2 separate regions of the Macaca mulatta genome follow, and region 1 is linked to region 2. A link is a contact called in public Hi-C data. All regions are on one chromosome and are shown on one strand. The core of a region is the stretch at or near the end of the contact, and the rest is flanking DNA. Distances in the headings are between cores, read along the strand shown.

What was found. Hi-C and Micro-C count contacts between places; a contact is called where the count stands out from the background.
Region 1: a contact with region 2 is called in a Hi-C map of cortical neurons, with 7 times the contacts expected there. The contact joins the promoter of IBTK here to the promoter of UBE3D in region 2. A contact is called at or near these places in 4 of 14 Hi-C or Micro-C datasets (CD4 T cells, cortical neurons, fetal cortex germinal zone and 1 more).

What each region holds. Positions count from the first base shown.
Region 1 is chr4:103,567,365-103,572,569 of T2T-MMU8v2.0, forward strand. IBTK (inhibitor of Bruton tyrosine kinase) reads left to right here and starts at 3,509. Exons shown (of 29, transcript XM_015136835.3): 1 at 3,509-3,692.
Region 2 is chr4:102,769,117-102,774,096 of T2T-MMU8v2.0, forward strand. UBE3D (ubiquitin protein ligase E3D) reads left to right here and starts at 2,797. Exons shown (of 10, transcript XM_077999709.1): 1 at 2,797-2,996. It overlaps DOP1A (DOP1 leucine zipper like protein A), which reads right to left and starts at 930. Exons shown (of 38, transcript XM_077999700.1): 1 at 844-930.

The sequences.
Region 1 (5,205 bases), core at 2,259-4,758, 800 kb after region 2:
AGGCTTAAAGGGTTTATGTAACTTGTCTGACATCTCACAGCTAGTAAGCATAGCAGTAAAATTTCATATCCGGGCAGCTTGCCTCTAGAACCCTTGTCTCCATTAGTAAAACTAACAAATCTAAAAATAAAACAGTATGATACATTATATGACTAAGTGATAGAAGCAGTATAAAGGGCATAATTGTTAGGAAAGGCCATCTGGAAAGGCTTCATAGATATGTGGGGAGGTGGCCCTCTGTAAGTAAGGATTGGAAAGATAATGATTCTATAGGAAGAATGCAGCTGGGATCATACACCTGAATCCAGAAGAACACAAACATCCTATGTGGCCTATTGTTTTGTCTGCCGCACCCTGCTTTCTTTTGGAGAATTATTCTTCACTCTGCTTTAACCGTGACTCTAATGGAGGCTGCAATCATGGTATCCTTGATTCCTCACCTAATCCAAGCCGACATGGTGCCTAGAACTTTTGTGCTTGAGATAATAGGCTCAGTGCTATCTTCCCTAGTGGCAAACCTGAGGGGAGATATGTGATTTATGTAAGGTACTTAATTTATGTGCCAGAAAGTTGTAGTCAACCAGTGATGTCCTGTGGAAGATGGTGTGGAGTAGAAGAGAATGAGGCCAAACAATAAGGTTCCAGTCATCTCTAGGCCAGCTGCACTACTGATCATCCTCTAATAATCATTCTTGCAGACCGTAATCAGGTTTGAGTTTCTAATCAAATTCTAGTATTTTCTCTTCCGCCACCAGCACTGTCATTTCCCACTCCTATACAACTTGAAAGACAGCAAAATACACATAATGATGTTAGTACTTTTAATTATAAAGGATAGTACTACCAATTTATTTTGGAAAAATGGTATATGGGGAGTTTATTATAGATGCCATGTGGCTTAGAAACATTTCTGCAGTGCTCCACTCTTGAGGCCTGTGCTATTCTTTTTCTACTCCCTCCCCCCATCACTGCAATCTTTTAAAGCCATCTCTGGTTTTTTATTTTTTACTTTAAAAAATAAAACTACTTTAGAAACTCTAGTCAATTATTTTTCCAAACTTTGATTTTTTTAATCATTCAAGTAATATTTAAATTATTGCAATAAAAATTACAAAAGTCAAAATGATAGAAATTAAGAATCACCCATAATTCCACCACAGAAAAATCATTGTAGATATATTTTGACCTATTCTTTAATGTGTAAACACAAAATTTTTTAAAAAAATCAAACAAAATGGCTCATTTTGATTTCTTCCTCCCTTAACCACATCTACAATATATTTTTCACTTAATTGTATTTCATTTTTAATATTTCCTACTTATTTTAATATTTTGTCTTGCAAATAACCAGTCAGTACTTTTGAAAGCGTCTAACTTTCCCGGGAAAAGGGGAGCAATTCTATATCCCTTCGCTTGGAAGGTTATTTCTTTCCTGCTTCATCTACTTATCTCCTTGTTATCTAGTTATCTGAGTTATCTTCTACTCATTCTTTACTTCATGTGTCACATCTCTTGGAAGTCAGATTAAATCTATCACAGTATTCTTTGTAATACTTATAAATGTTGCAATTTATTATGCTTGGGAATATCTGGATCTACATGTATTTTTGTCCACTGTTGGATCCCCAATGCTTACCACAAATTGTCCGAGACCTGGTAAGTTTTACTTTTATTTATTATTATTTTTTGAGACAGGGCCTCACCCCAGTTGCGTAGGCTTATGCAGTGGCCTGATCTTGACTCACTGCAGCCTTGATCTCCCAGGGCTCAGGGTATTCTTCCACTTCAGCTTCCTGAGTAGCTGGGATCACAGGCGTGCACCACCATGCCTGGCTAATTTTTTTTTAATTTTAGTAAAGGCAGGGTTTCACCATGTTGTCCAGGCTGGTCTTGAACTCCTGGGCTCAAGTGATCCACCGGCCTCTGCCTCCCAAAGTGGTGGTATTACAGGTGTGACTCACTTTGCTTGGCTGTCATTTTTAAATTAATGAATGCCTGCTTGGAATAATTCAGCCACTAAGGTAATACTTCATTTATTAGCACTATTTATGAAGTATTATTGTGCGCTACTAAGGCCCTCTGCTAAGTGCTATATATTATCATTACATTTTCACAACCCCAAAATAGATTATTTCTCCTATTTTGCAAATGAGGAAACTGAGGCTTCAGAAAAGTGAATTAACTTGCCCAGATACAAGAAAGAGAGAGAAAAGTTATGAACTCAGGTCAATGCGTTTATTTACACTAGGAGCTTTATTTGCTTTTATTGGCTTCTTTGTTCATGAACATGAAAGTCATTATATGTAGCTTCTTTTTTAAAAAATATCTGGAGATACAACTTAAGCTTATTTTCAAAATCACTCAATTTTTACATTACTAACTGGTTTTTGTTTTGTAGGAAGTAGGGTATTCAGAATAAAGAGCAAAGAAACAATTATGTGCTGGGAAGGGCAGCAGGAGGGCTGGGTCCTAGTCTCCCTTTCTCTTTCGCTAAGCAGCTGTGTGGCTTTGGGCTAGTAATCTACTCTTCCACAAAAAAAGCTTCAAAAGAGAGCAAGCAGAGCTCAGTGGGCATTAAGACATGCACAACTCCTTTCTTTCAGAGATGAGATGAGGCCAACTCAATGGCTTGTAAAATTCACAACGTGGCAGAGCTGTACAGCCAACTTGTGATTCCTAGTGTCGTTTGTTCTGAGTCACACTACCCCTCCTTGAACAATCATTTACTGAGTGCTTACTATATTAGGCATTCAGCAGCAGTATGTTTCCCATTCAGTACCCTAGTATTGATTATTGGCTACTGTCCCTCCTAGTTTTTTCACTCGACCACTTTCTAAATGGCCTTTAGATTCAGAGTTCAAGTGGAAAAAGCCTAGTGTAAGCCTGGTGTCAGGCACTGAGTGGCGTGACCCGGGTCGGCAGCTAGTCCCACTGTGGTGATCTAAGAGGGCAGTGACGCCTTCTGACCAAAGGAGTGACTGCCAGATAATCCGGGTGTATAGCGATCCAGAGAGGGGTGAGGCTGGGTTTACGTAGACTACACCTTCGGCTTTGCAGTAACCCCACTGCTAAGGCCACGGGAAGAAACTCTTTTGTGCAAGACGCCTATGCACCTGGCTTCTGCTGCGTAGTGACCGGGTGTCCAAGGCATCCGGCCAGGTCTCCTTCTCCACTCCGGTTTAGCCTCCCCTCCGAGTCTCCAGCTGCCTGGAGAGACGTTTCTAACTAGGAGATGGCTGGCCTGGAAAGCGACACTCCCATCACCGCTATTGGCCTAGAGTCCCCCGCTGCGGCCTTTCTCCCTTCCCCGCCCCTGGCCTGAGTCAGCCGCCCCAAGGCCGGCGAGGTCAAGCTCCTTTGGGGCGTCAGGGAAAAAGACCATGGCAGAGGTGCTGCCACGCGAAACCTTCTGGGCAAGCACCAGCCAATCATCAAGAGACATACAGGAGCCCTAGCCAATCAGCGCCCGCCTTATTACTGAGTACCGCCCGCTCGGGCCCTTCCTCCACATCCCCCTTCCCGATTCTTGTAGTCGCGGCTGGGTTGCAGCCGCCTGCCGAACTGACCCGGCTCTGGGGACCGGCCCCTCTGGCGCCGTTCGGTTTCTCTTATTGCCTTCACTGAGGATGAGTCCCTGTGTGGCTCTGTGTGGACCCTGCGGAATCCACCGGCGCAGTTTCATCTAGCGACTGGTGAGGGAGGGCTTGGCGCTGCCCGACTGTGCGGAGCGGCTTCCCTTCAGTCCGGGGGCAGGGGGAGAGTATTCGCCTTCCGGAGGGTGCGGGTGGCTGCGGACGGCTGCGCGGGGGGACCGTAGGGAGGGGACTCTGCGGCCCTGAGGCTGCCGGGCTTCGCGCGAGGCCGCGCGGAGAGGGCCGAGTGGCCAGGGTCCCTACCGCCCCCCTTAGCTAATGAATGGCCTGTCCCGGCGATGCGCTAAGCTCCCGTCCTGCGGGACACGCCCTCCAGCGACATTGCCTTCCTAGTTGTGATAGTTGTGTAGTGTCACTTTCCTTCGAGTCTTGGATTTGAAGCCATTCCTAGGGGCGCTCATGTTCTTTATCCCCTTCCTGGAGTCACAAGTTTGAGTCCACTCCGCGGATACCGACTCTGTCGGGAAGCAGGTGGTGAACTCTGATATGTGGACATTCACTGTTATGTAAAAAGGAACTGATTCTTTTTGGAGGGTGGTGGGGGGTGGTGAGAGAGACAGAGAAGACATGCCTTTTGTTTTTGTAACAGGCAGAGCTGTCTGGCTCAAAGAGTTTTAGTTCAGCTGCGAATTAGGTAACACAGGCCATCCTTGACTCCTATTTTCCAACGTGGTTCATAAAACTTGGCTGTGTTAGCCAGAGATTCATGTAGCACCTTTTAACTTATGCTCGAAGTAGGCCATTTGAAATTTATCAGAAATACTGAAAGGATGTGACTTTTATGAGTAGTAGTGTTTCAATGCCCATAAAGTGGTGTAAATTCACAGACTTGCCAGCCCCCTCTTGATCATTTCTCTTTTTGTATTTTGAATTCCTTAACTTTTATTTGTTTTGGAAATTGAAGGAAGGTAGATGAGGACAGAACTGATTTCTAAAAATAATTACATTTGCAAATATTTGCAGAAACTTTTAGTCAAACCGGAGTTTACTTCAAGAAATTTTTTAGGCCGGGTGCGGTGGCTCATGCCTGTAATCCCAGCTACTCGGGAGGCTGAAGCGAGAATTGCTTGAACCCGGGAGGTGGAGGTTGCAGTGAGTGGAGATCGTGCCACTGCACTCCATCCTGGGCGACAGAATGTGGCTCCGCCCCCCCTCCCCCCAAAAAAAGATACCTGTAATGCCAGCAGTCTGGGAGGCCAAGGCGGGCGGATCACTTGAGGTCAGGAGTTCGAGGCCAACATGGTGAAACCCCGTCTCCACCAAAAATACAAAAAAATTAGCCGGGCATGGTAGTGTGTGCCTGTAATCCCAGCTACTTGCGAGGCTGAGGCAGAATCGCTTGAATCTTAAGCTTCGGAGTCTCCAGCTGCCCTACCAAACTGCTTTTGAATTCAATTATTTTGAATTGAATTCCATGGTACTTTTTTCTACTACATTATACTACTATCATTAAAAGTTTTCTAACTGCCTTTTGGGAGAGTAGTTTGGTAGCCTAGGATAGGTAGGATCAAGAGCACTTTTCTGTTGATATTATTTTAGGTAGGCTTTTAAA
Region 2 (4,980 bases), core at 1,547-4,046:
CTACAGTTCAGGGCCTATTTGTTAGACAAACAGTTTCCTACATTTTTGGTAATTATCATTTTTTTTGACTGCTTTAGCTGGAGTCGAAGTCATTTTCCCAATCTTTACATTTCTCAAACGCCATAGAACTCTAAGATAGTGTAAAAATGTTCAAACACAATGTACTTAGCTTAAGAAAAATAGTTGTGTGCCATTTCCCGCCCCCTCAGGGTACAAGAATGGAGGAGGCCCGAACAAGTGACTATTGTTATGTTGCAACTTTAAAAGGCTTGGGAATCAAAGGTGATAATTGTTAACAACTCCCGTTTGACTCTTCTGACTTCCTCTTAATAAACTTCGGTACTCCTTTCTAAGCCCCCTGGAGAACATGAACCATCGCGGGCCTACGTGTCTCCTCGATGCTAAAAGAACCCACCAGCCGAGGAAAAGGCACAACGACTGAATTCCTCCAACAAAGAGGGTACTCCGCGCGCCTCCATCGCACAGGTGCGACCTCTGCCCCAGCCTTGCGCACAGCTCCGCGCCAGCAAGGGAGGCTCGGGACCTGCCCCCGGCCCCGCCTCCAGCCTGCCTCACCTGGGGCCGCCCTCGCGCCTCTGCCCAGGCCAGGCCTTGGCCCCAGCTCTAGCCCTCTAGTCCCCGCGCAGCTCTCGACTCCCCGGAAACCAGAGGGCGGCCGACCAGTTTCGCGGCTTCTGGCGGGGCCGGAGCGGCAACACCCCCGACGCCACAGCAGTCAGACCCGCAAGGCGTCCCCGCGGCTCAGGACCTAGCCCGGCCAAGAAGGATGCTTAGAGCCGGCGACCAGCCTAGCGACCGCACTGGGGGCGGGGACACTTTTACCTGCTGCTGGCTCGGCCGCTCCTAGCCGGCGCCGCTCTCCTGGCAACCACGGCAGCTACACGGAGACCGGGAGCCGAAGGGCCTAGTGACAGCTCCCAGCGTGCACCGCGCTCGCGCCCACGCCGGCGTCGACGTCTGCGGCCTTCGATCCCCGCCCCCGGTCGGCTTCCTGCCTCCCGGCGCTAGCTGTTGCCACAGCGCCCTCAAGTGGACTGTCGCTGGAAGCGGCCACGGCTACCAATTTCAGGAGTGGTTAGAAAGGGGGTTAGCAGATGTTTTCATTTGAAGGGATAATAGGAACTGAAAACAGCTTTTAAATATTATTGTAATAGTATCTCAGTATTTCATATGAGTAACCTGAGGCCCAGAGAGGTTAGGAGACTTGTGAAGTTAGGAGACAAATAGTTGGTGTCAGATTTGGAACTATTTTGAGTCTAGAGCTCTATCAATCATATCTAGTTACTCCAAGGTAAATTGCACCGTTTTGCAAACACCATGGGGTAAAAAAATGAAAGTTTTTGCAAATACGTAATATATAACAATCTTTTTGCTTATATATTTATAAATATATAACAATCTTTTAAGCTAACAAAACAATTATAAAGAATAAGCTGTGCTAAGGAAGTTGTGTATTTCAATATAATGTGTCAATATTTAAGCATTCAATAGTCTCGGATATTAAAGGAGGAAGATATGAAGAGTTGAAATCATCATCCTTCAAATAAATGAATTACTTGAGACCAAACAGTAGTAAACTTCATTTTTTAAAGTGAGTTGTTGCTTCCATCTATGATTTCAAATTATTGGGATAGATATAATAATTTGCGCATCAACATAATACACTTTAATCACCCCAAATACTGATTTTAGAAAAATTGTCTTAAGCTATTATCTTAAAACATGACAGGATTTATTTATTTAGAATTTATTTATGGTCTAGGCCGGTCATGGTGGCTCACACCTGTAATCCCAGCAGTTTGGGAGGCCGAGGCGGGCGGATCTACCAAAAATACAAAAATTAGCCGGGCATGGTGGTGTGCACCTGTTATCCCAGCTGCTCCGGAAGCTGAAGCAGGAGAATCGCTTGAACCCGGGAGGCGGAGGTTGCAGTGAGTCGAGATTGCGCCACTGCACTCCAGCCTTGGCGACAGAGAGAGACTCTGTCTAAAAACAAAACAAAACAAAAAACAGCAGTTCCTTGTTTTTAAGAAGTCCGATTGTAATTCTACCCTGGTCTTATATTTAAATAGTTTTTCATTATAAGTATTTACTGTGTCAAACTTTTCAAAACTATCTTTTAGTAGTAATGGGATGACAACTTCTCTTAGTTTTTACTTTTGTGAAAGTGAATAGTGGAGCTGTACATACGTAATCATTCTCATCTTCCTTTTTTACCCCCTAAAAAACGGTTAGTCCCGATAGACTTCAGCCATACTCTTTTGCATTAGGTAACAAAGAATTTCCTCATGTTTTTGCACCCGTTTCAATTTTGGAGTTATCCTAAGTTGAGAAGCAATGGCAAGTCAATTCTTGAAAATTTTGTTACTTTAGACAGAGGCTAACAAATGACCCTTGTTCATAAAGAGACCAAAATAAAGTGGGTTTGGGGCCAGGAATTCTGCTCTTGGATTTCCTGGAGACAAAGTCCACCTGTAACACCTGCCTCCATCACCTCCCTCAGTTCGAGTTAGCCAAAGGAGTGAACCTTGGGTCTGATTTTTATGGTCATTTCCAGGGAGGCTAACGCGCCAAGTCACGCTCAAAAGAAGCAGAGTGGGAGGATAGCTCACCTCTCGCCGCCCACCCCTTTCTCAGCGCTGTGGGCCAAAGCCTGGTTTTGAAAATGCGCGCCCCGCCCAGGCCTCAGGGGGTCCCTCGCCTTCTCGGTGGTGTACTCTCCGGCCGGCAGGCGGCGCTGTGAGCCAGTAGGCGGTGTCAGCCATGAGCTCTGTCACAGGCGCCTGCGCCGCCGCGGGGCTGCTGCTGGTTGGTCCGCACGTGGAACCTCTCCTGGTCCTGTTGACCCGGGCCCCTCGGAATCTCCAGCTTGGTCCGGTCCGGGACTGGACGCCCGCCATGGCGGCTACTGCGGCAGAAACGCGCATATTTCTGGAGGTGCGGAGACAGCTGCAGAGCGCGCTGCTGATCCTGGGGTAAGAACTGGGATTCTAGGCGCAGTACCCAGCTCGCTTTACTGCTGCCCAGGGATCGGGGGGCTGGTGAGTCTCTCTCTGTCTCTCTCTGAACGAGGGATTTTGAGTTTCTTCTTGCCAGTTGCGTAGAGCCTCTCGATCACTCAAAGTGAAGCTTTCCCCTGTAGTCGCCTCCGCCACTCCCACCCCTACAGACAGTCTGGTATCTTTGGGTAGCTTTTTAGAAATTCAGGGTCTCAGCTCCACACCAGACTTAGGGAATCAGAACTTATATTTTAACAAGATTCCCAGGAGTCAAATGCACATTAAAATTTGAGGAACAGTGATGTAAAGCACTGTTGGCAGTGCCCGGCGTTTCCAACAAAACAATGCAAAAAATGGTTTGTTTGCCTCTCTTCAGGATCCTGCTTACTGGATCAGTTCCTATGTGTGAGGTTCTTGTGTTGTAGATAACCTCGGGTCTTTCCTCCCAAAACTGCTCTTTGCAGAGAAACCACACAGTCATTCAATAAACTGAGTTTAATGAACCTCGAAGAAAGGTTGCAGACTTCTTATTGGAGCTCGTTCATTTATTCATCTTCTGCTTTCCAGTGAGAACGGCGAGCTTGTTATTCGCTACACAAACAAATAACTTTTAGGGAAAATGTTCTCTATTTTGTTTGACAGCAGTTTTAATGATTTGTGGTCCCCTTGTCTATTCCTTTGTGATCGCTGTTTCAAACAGAGTAAGTTAAATGTTAAAATCCTGAGATTGTTATTACACAGTGCCACAGGTAGATTGATGCTTAATTTTTTCCTCTTTTCCCTTAATCTGCCAGATATCTGGTGTGGCCGTTTGGAATATGGCATGAGAACTGAGTTCAAATGCTAGCTTCCTCACAAAATTAGAATAATTTAATCGGAATTTCTTCAATCTTGAAATAGGAATAACACTTAGTACTCTGAATGTATTTATTTTTCTCTTTCAAAAATTATGAATTTGGGCAAATATCTCCAATTCTGGTGCACCTTGTAGAGTAATTAGGAACCCAAACTCTACCGAAATAAAACAAAAACCACACACACACCAAACCCTCCCTTCCTCTCATCCAGGGGCCTTTCACAGTTCCCTTGGACTACTCCCCCTTGTTTAAGCAAGTTACACAGGTGGCTCACACCTGTAATCCCAGCACATTGGGAGGCCGATTTGGGCAGATCACGAGGTCAAGAGATCGAGAGTATCCTGGCCAACATGGTGAAATCCTGTCTCTACTAAAAATAAAAAATTAGCTGGGTGTGGTGGCACGTGCCTGTAGTCCCAGCTACTGGGGAGGCTGATGCAAGAGAATCGCTTGAACCTGGGAGGCGGAGGTTGCAGTGAGCCGATGTTGCGCCACTGCACTCCAGCCTGGCGACAGAATGAAACTCCGTCTCAAAAAAAAAAAAAAAAAAAAAGGAAAAAGAAAAAAAGAAACCTAACTTTGCTGGACTTAGTTTTGCCATTTCTTGAACTACTTATAAATGGATTCATACAGTATATACCTTTTTGTTTCTGGCTGCATTCCTTCCATAATATTTTTGAGATTCATTTTCCATCTATGTGGCTGCATATATCAGTAGTCCATTCCTTTTTCTTGCTAAGTTTTCCATTGTATGAATATACCACAGTTCATTTATCTGTTCTCCTATTGCTGAAGGTTTTTCTTGTTTCCGGAGTTTGCTTATTATGAATACAGCTGTCATAACACTGTCATATAAATCTTTTTTTGGACATACATTTTTATTTCCTCTTAGGTAAGTACCAAACAGTGCAATTTCTAGGTCATAGGATAGATGTGTGTGTTACTTTGTGAGAAATTACCAAACAGTTCTCCAGAGTGACTGTACCAGTTTACACATTCAACCAGAAAAAAAAAATGAGAGTTTCAACTGCTTCACATTCTCACCTACATTTAGTATTGTCAGTCCTTTTAGTTTGAACCATTCTAGTGTGTGTAAAATAGTA